Regions from separate parts of the Mus musculus genome. Here region 1 is linked to region 2. The links are chromatin contacts, called in public HiChIP or PLAC-seq maps. All regions are on one chromosome and are shown on one strand. Each heading gives the region's core, a stretch centred on a gene start, on an enhancer-like site or on the middle of the called end of the contact. The rest is flanking DNA. Distances are from core to core; before and after follow the strand shown.

Evidence for each region. HiChIP or PLAC-seq counts read pairs in DNA pulled down with a chosen protein or histone mark.
Region 1: a contact with region 2 is called in an H3K4me3 HiChIP or PLAC-seq map of the SCID.adh cell line, with 19 read pairs. The contact joins the enhancer-like site here to the promoter of Rab5c in region 2. A contact is called at or near these places in 7 of 39 promoter capture datasets (the 3T3-L1 cell line, the HPC-7 cell line, HPC-7-derived erythroid cells and 4 more), 1 of 15 datasets of contacts at CTCF or cohesin (the NIH/3T3 cell line), 10 of 484 Hi-C or Micro-C datasets (B cells, the G1E-ER4 cell line, the HPC-7 cell line and 6 more), 16 of 115 datasets of contacts at active chromatin or transcription factors (the 230-238 cell line, CD8 T cells, the HPC-7 cell line and 11 more) and 3 of 9 other capture datasets (adipose tissue, liver and pancreatic islet).

Annotation. Positions count from the first base shown.
Region 1 is chr11:100,877,845-100,881,406 of GRCm38.p6, reverse strand. It overlaps Stat5a (signal transducer and activator of transcription 5A), which reads right to left. Exons shown (of 20, transcript NM_011488.3): 13 at 2,036-2,128; 14 at 1,590-1,796; 15 at 1,036-1,130; 16 at 809-939; 17 at 222-377. Among named protein-coding and RNA genes, the nearest start is that of Stat5a, 20 kb to the right of the region's middle. Within about 2 kb of position 1,511, at least 16 of the 459 cell types and tissues checked have an H3K27ac peak or open chromatin away from gene starts, as enhancers often do. A contact at or near this core is called in the P5424 cell line and the SCID.adh cell line, where this site is marked.
Region 2 is chr11:100,736,592-100,740,393 of GRCm38.p6, reverse strand. Rab5c (RAB5C, member RAS oncogene family) reads left to right here and starts at 2,179. Exons shown (of 6, transcript NM_024456.5): 1 at 2,179-2,316. It overlaps Kcnh4 (potassium voltage-gated channel, subfamily H (eag-related), member 4), which reads left to right. Exons shown (of 17, transcript NM_001081194.2): 17 at 1-16.

The DNA of each region.
Region 1 (3,562 bases), core at 262-2,761, 140 kb before region 2:
AGAAAAGTAACTCTTCATGGGCGTGGCCCCAGCTCCTCCCTTGGCTCTCGCCTCTTCCTTGGTGGGTGTAGAATTGAGAGAAGCTTTCTGCTCAGGAGAGAAGCAAGCTGGGGCAGGTTTCCCTTTCTCTCTCCTCAGGTGTACCCTGAAATCCTCCATGCTGAGACCCAAAGCCCATAAAGGAGATGGCCCCGGCCAGCCCTCCTGGAAGCGGGACTCACCAAGTACAGGAGTGTAATACTTGGCAAAGACCTCGTCCTTGGGTCGGTCTGGGAACACGTAGATAAGGTAGTTCAGGTCCCCCAGCCGGTCGGCCAGGGACCGAATGGAGAAATCTCGCGTCGTGAATGGCTTCAGATTCCAGAGGTTTCGGTCCGCTGCAAAAGGAGCAATTTGTTCCAAAAGCGCCCAGTCCCAGAGGATCATGGGATTTTAGGAAGAACTGCTTTAAAAAAATTCAGAGCCTTTCTCAGCATGACCTGCAACCCTCGCCTTCCTCCTTCCTCACTCAAGGAAGCTCATGCTGGAACATTCTACTCAGCAAACAGCATGGAAGGGGTGAGGACGGCATGAAACTTGAGGGTCTCACCAGGTGTCTGCTGTCTGTGAAGTCAGTGGTTTTCGGTTCTTGGAGACCAAAAGTCATGTGGAGCCATTTCCCTTCCCACGCCTCCCATACTTTAAGCTCATTTCCTGCCTCTACCGGAAGTGGGAGCTGGCTAACGACAGGGGTGCTGATGGATACGGGAGTGAAGAGATGGAAGACAAGAACTCAAGGGGTTGGAGTGTGAGCAAGATGGGAACTCACGAGAGTCAAACTTCCAAGCAATGGTGATGCCCCCGATTTCCGAGTCACTGAAGCGCAGCAGGAAGGTCCCGTCCGGCTTGTTGATGAGCAGGTCGTGGGCCTGTTGCTTGTTCACGAAACCCAGGATAGCCCTGGGCGGGTGGTACATGGGGCGTCATTGCTGGGTAGGCAGGCACCATTCACAGAGCCTTCTACCCACAGCAGGCCCCCAGGGTCCTGATTCTTACCCATCATTCCAATGGGGCTTATGGTGCTTCTTCAGCACCTCCATCACCCCGTCGAACCACTGCCAGAAGGTGTAGTTCCAGCCGGGCAAGTTCTCCTGTGAGCGCCAGGAAACCCCACGTCACAGCAGCTCCCACCACGCCTGCTCCCAACTGCTCAGCAGAGCATGAACTGACCCCCCCCCGCAACCCCCCCCACACACACACTCAAGTCTTCAAGTTTCTATACATGGGGCTATCCTGTGAGTGGGGCAGAAGCTAAGAAGAGTTGTCTGTGCTGGCCAGATCCACCGAGATCATTTCATGAATAGATGGAGAAATGGAGGCACCAAAGGCCTCAAAATTAATGGCGGGCTCGTGAGTAGATCTCAGCTCAGGGCTCCCCTTATCATCCTGCTTCGGGTCACATGGCTGAACTTGATGCCTCGTGGTCCCTGTTTGCATTTCTGTGGTCTAAGTGTCAACCCCTCCTGATTATGGGGAGTGTGGTTGGGAGTGGAGGATGGGCTGCTAGCCTCAAGACGGCAGATAGCTAGCTCTGGTGGCCAGCCTCTCACCCGGTTGAACTGGGACCAGGACACAGACATGCTGTTGTAGTCCTCGAGGTGGTTGCTGCTGATGTTGAACAGTTTCTGTGCCAGGAACACGAGGTTCTCTTTGGTCAAGCCCCGGTTGCTCTGTACTTCAGCCTTGAATTTCATGTTGAGCGCTTCACACAGCTGCGGCCACAGCACCTTGTCAGGCACAGCAAATGGCACCCTGCCCTGAGAGGGAGAGGAAAAAAAAAGATAAGAAAGGGAAGACTGAGGGAGCTGGAAATGTGTATACACACACACACCCCTGAGATATGCTTGAAACCTAGCTAGACCCTTAGGACCTGCCAGCCAATGGGACAGGCACTCGCCTCACCCTGCCCGCCTCACTGTCTGGCTCAGCTCTGGGGCCTAACCTGAGGACAATTGTAGGGCTTACAGGCCAAGGGAGTGAACCCAGAAGAACTCACCGGCTCAGCAAAGGCATTGTCCCACAGCACGGTGGCAGTAGCATTGTGGTCCTGGCTGCCATGGACGATAACGACCACAGGGAGGGACAGGGTCTATGGAGGTCAGAGAGTAAGGGTTGAAGGTTTTCAACACAGTGTGCCCTGTGCAGGAGAATTGAGACCCCTGACCCTTATCGCAAACCCACTGTTCAACCACAGACCCTTCCAACCGTTCTAAACATGAGCAAAGCCCAGGCAGCGTGTGCGAGGCTTGTTGGCTTATGCTTAGTGTCCCAGTGTCGGGAAGATGGAGGCAGGGCTGTGGAGTCAAGGCTAGGTTAGTCTATATAGCACGACTTTGGTCTAAAGCAAAACTACAGAGCCCCAAGGGTATATTTCTTTTTAGCCTATTGCCCAAGTAATTGCTGAACCCAGCCGTCAGGAGCCTGCAAATCTACAGAGGTTCACGGGGTAACTGGGCTGAGGCAAGAGCACTCAGAGCTCTATCATTTGTTTTTCCTTGTTTTTCAAGATGGGGTTTCTCTTTGTAGCCCTGACAGTCCTGAAACTCACTCTGTAGAGCAGGCTGGCCTCAAACTCAGAAATCCACCTGCTTCTGCCTCTGAGATCAAAGATATGCACCACTACTGAATGGCTTTGATATTTTATATTTTATGTGGGTTTTTTTGTTGTTGTGTTATTTTGTAAACAGGGTCTCATGTATCCCAGGCTGGTTGTGAATTCCCTATGTAAGGATGAACTGCTCCTCTGACCTATATCTCTGGGGTTACAATCGTGCACCACTATTCCTGGGTTTTGTTTTGTTTTGTTTTGTTTTGTTTTGTTTTGATGGTGCTGAGGAACAAAACTAGGGTTTCCAGCTTGCTAAGCAGACACTCTACCAACTGAGGTAGATTCCCTAACCTGCTTTCTAAATTGTATTTTATTTTTTATTATTACAAGTGTGTGTGTGTGTGTGTGTGTGTGTGTGTGTGAGAGAGAGAGAGAGAGAGAGAGAGAGAGCATATTGCTCTAGCATGCATGGGGGCATCAAAGGACAATTCTTCTATTTTCACCGTCTGCTGTATGCTCTAGGGATCAAATTCAAGATCTCAGGACCATAAAGCAGGAGCTTGCACCAGCGAGGCCATCTTGCAAGTACCACATTTTTGTTTCTAAAGATTTCTCATGTGCATGCATGTGCCCAAATGCCTGGATTTGCAGACCACATCCAGAAAGGTGACTGTGGAGGCCAGAGAGGCCGTCGAATCCCCTGCAACTGGAGTTATAGGTGGGTGTGAGCCATCCAGTGTAGGATCTGAGAACAGAACCTGGGTCCTCTGCAAGAACAGCAAATGCTCTTAGGTGCTGCTGAAACAGTCTCCAGCTCTTTTTTTGTTTTGTTTTAAAGATTTATTTATTTTTATTTTATGTATATGGGTGTTTTATCCTCATGTGTATATATATATATATATATGTATATGTATATGTATATGTATATATATACATATATATATATGTATATGTATATATATACATATATATATA
Region 2 (3,802 bases), core at 930-3,429:
TCCATATATTTTTGTAGACCTTGACTCTGTCTGTTTCTGGGGGTTAGTCTGAGAGCCCCAGGGCTTTGAAAGAGCTAACGCAAGCAGACACACCCCACTGTACCCCAGGGCCCTATTGCTGTCTCTAGGTAGGGCAAAGGCGCCAGCTAATCCACTTGGCACCATGTTCACGCCACCAGGGACTCCTCGGATAAGGGGAGAAACCTTAATGAGTCGCTAAGGGCCTGTTACATTCCTTCCTCCCTACCACCCAGTTACAACCACAAATACACACTATGTGGGAGAGACGTCTGATCAGGATCATTTCTCTAGCCTTAGAAAGAAATACCAGGAATTTTCTTACCCTCCTGAATAAGGAACTCTTCTTTCCTGGATAGGTATTTGATATTAAGCTAGGTATAGTGTTGTTATAGTGGGCAGGTCGGTGGAGAAAAGAGCTGGTCACCAGTTAAGAACCTGCTAAGAATTCACTCTCCCAAGCTCTGTCTTCTCTTAGCTTACATTTCTGTGTAGGTCTGTGCATGTCATATGGTGCATATGTTGTAGGAAACTGGCACCTTGGTGATAAAGATGAAATTGGATGTGGGCACAGCTTTGTGGCAGGCTGTCCCAGACAGGTCTATTCTTCAGCTCAAACTTTCAGGGTATGACTGATGCTGTTCCATGCCCTAGGCATTACATGGTCTCTGGGGGTGGGCTTTGATTTTATAAAAGTTTTGAGTAGTATCCCCGGGAGAGAGATGCAGAAAGAGGCCAGTGTTGGAGGATGAGGTTAAACAGAAGTGGTCCTAATTCATGCCGGGCGTGGTGGCGCATGCCTTTAGTCCCAGCGCTAGGGAGGCAGAGGCAGGAGGATTTCTGAGTTCGAGGACAGCCTGGTCTACAAAGTGAGTTCCAGGACAGCTAGGGCTACACAGAGACACCCTGTCTCGAAAAACAAAAAACAAAAAACAAACAAACAAAAAGTGGTCCTAATTCATACAGAAGGAATTAGAAGCAACAGAAACAGAACTGACCTGTGGTAGAAGGGTTAGTGGTTTTCATCTATAGTGACGGGTAGAGAGAACACAGGTAGTCTTTGAAGGAGCGCTAATTCTGACTGGGGGCAGAGTGAGGGAGATGAGGGGGTCTGGTATATTTGGGAACAGAGCCTAAGAAAGAAAGCTTAGTCTGTCGTGGTGGTTGCACATGTGTTTAATCCCAGCACTCCAGAAGTAGAGGCAGGAGGATCTCTGTGAATTCAAATACAACCCATCTACAAAGTAAGTTCCAGGCCAATCAGGACTACATAGTGAGAGCCCATGTGAAAGGAAGAGAGAGTGAGAGCAACCCTTGGCAGCAGCAGGTCTCCTTTTCAACCATTTAGTATCCTCTAGACAACTCCTTCTTTTAAAAAAAAAAAATTACATTTCTTCAAGTATTTAGCGGGAGGGAGGGTGGATGGGTGGTTGTCAAAAGACAACTAGTGGGAGTCTGTCTTACTCCATGTGAGTCCTGGGCACGGCACTCAGTCAGGCTTGGCTGCAAGCATCTTCACCTGTCGAGCCGTTTCGCTAGCCCCCAGAGAGCCCATTCTATAGAGCTCTCAGAGATTTCATCACCTTTTTTTTTTCTTTCTTTTTTCTTTTTCTTTTCTTTTCTTTTTTTTTTTTTTTTTTAAGCCAGGATCTTACTACATAACCCTAGCTGTTACTCACAGAGATCTGCAAGCCTCTGCCTTCGGATCGAGCCATTACACCTGACTCCATCGCCTTTCCTATAATAGAATGTCCTCAACAATCAGCCTCCTGGGCGGGCTTGGCTTCTCCAAGTTGCCGAGGGCACACGACCGGTCTGCGCGGCTACGTGAACATCATATTTTTCCTTTCTCAATTCTGCATGAACAGCCCTCTGTCTGCTCTCTTGGAAAGCTCAGCCACACGCCTTCCCTCGCGGCACTTGGAACTGGCAGTGACGCGATAAGCAGGCCTGGACCGGCTCCGCCCCACCGGCAGCCGGTTCCACCCAAAACCCAAGTGCCAGGCAGCCCCCGGCTCCTCCCTGTGCGGAGAACTACAAGTCCCGCCATCCCTCGCGCGCACTCTCCCTCCTTTCCCGCGTTGATTGTGGGTAGGATCGGAGTGTCTCCCATTGGTCTGTTCTTTCTGTCAGTCACCTGGGAATATAGAGAGGCGGGGCAGAGCTGAAGATCCGGATCCGGAGCGGCTGAAAGGCGGAAGTGGAGGCCGGAGCCTGGGACACCGCCGGGGGTGGGGGGGAGAGGAGCGGAGTCTGTGGAAGCCCCGGCCCAAAGTAACGCTGCTGCCCGGAGCCGCGGTGAGTGTGCCTGTCCCAGGGCCAGTGTCTCACTTGTGTGGTAGCCTCCCTGGGGTACCCTTTCCTCCTGCCCAACCTTAGCTTAGGGGGACACTGACCCCTCCCCCGACCCGTAGCCCCCTCTTAGGGGCTCACCAGGGCGTCAGGCCAAAGGGGGAGCTCCTCTTTCCTTCGCTAACCTGTCCTTCGGGAGCCTTTGGGAGTCTTTTGAGGCTCTCCTCTGGCCTGTCCAGTCCACTTGTGGGAGAGAGGGACTCTTAAGTTCCGCTCCCCACCCCCTCAGCTTTCAAAATCAAAGAGTCTTTACCAGGTGCGAAGGAACCTGTCCCCCTTCTCTTTTAGAGGTGACGGAGAGTGCTGTCTCTCCTGGTTTTCCTTTCCTGTGTTCTACGCCTCCCACTCCCCAATCCCAACCAAAAACCCAGTTGTCCCCCTGCAGCCCTGAAATTATCTTTATCTCGATTTCCTTTCGGAGATGCGGGGATGGGGGGGGGGGGATGTCGGAATGAGAGTGTTGTACACGCACAGAAGTGTTTTTGCGCGCTTACAGTTCCTTACTTCCTCTTGAGCTTACGAGGACCTCAGCAGAGTTTGAATTCTGGGTCACTTAGACGGAATGGCAGCCTTCTCCTTGGACTGCACGTTATGCCCCCAGCCCTGTCTTAAGTTCTCTCAGTGTGTGTTCGTCTTCCTGCCTCTAAAGAATTTAGCTGAGCTCTGCTCAATCCTAGGGACAGATCACAGATCAGGGAGGATCTGCCCATTCATTATCTTCTGTCTCCCCTCCTCCTTCCCCCCTGCTTCAGGCCCAGCCCTGTCCTTCCAGAGCATGTGAGTGGTTTCCTTAGAGAGACTGCTGCCTGCTTATCTATAGGGGTGGAGAATAGACCAAATAGGAGTAGTGTGAAATTGAGGCACCATCTCTTAACCACCCTGAATCACACACCACTATACACTTGAGCAACAGGTCCATTCCTCACCAGAGTCTCCACTCCCCTCTTGGCTTGGACTTTTTCACAGAGCAGTTAGTCCACATCACCGTGGCAGGTATAGTTTTCGTCCGTAAAGGAATTGCTTATGTGTGCTGGAAAGTGCCAGTTCCCCTACTGTATTGACACAGGATTCTTGTGTTTTCCTTGGGACTTAAGTGTGTGAAATGGCTGGTATCTCTGACCAAGCTGGAAGGTTCTCTTGTTATGCGGCCAAAGTACAGGTTAGAGACTGCCTTCCTGAGGAGTAGCCTGATTCTGAAGCCACAGCTGACCCTTGCTGTCTTGCAGTGGAGGAAGAGTGGGAAAGCCATTCAGTCCTTGGGCATCTCTGATCAACTTTTTTTTTTTTGGTTTTTTGAGATCTGATCAACTTAAGATGCTTTTCTTACTACACAAAGGCTAAACATTTTGCTTTGAGATCTTTCCAACCTACTTCTGGACAGTTTCCGGTGTTCAGTCAGTATAACAATCAATCAATCCTCTCTCTCTCTCTC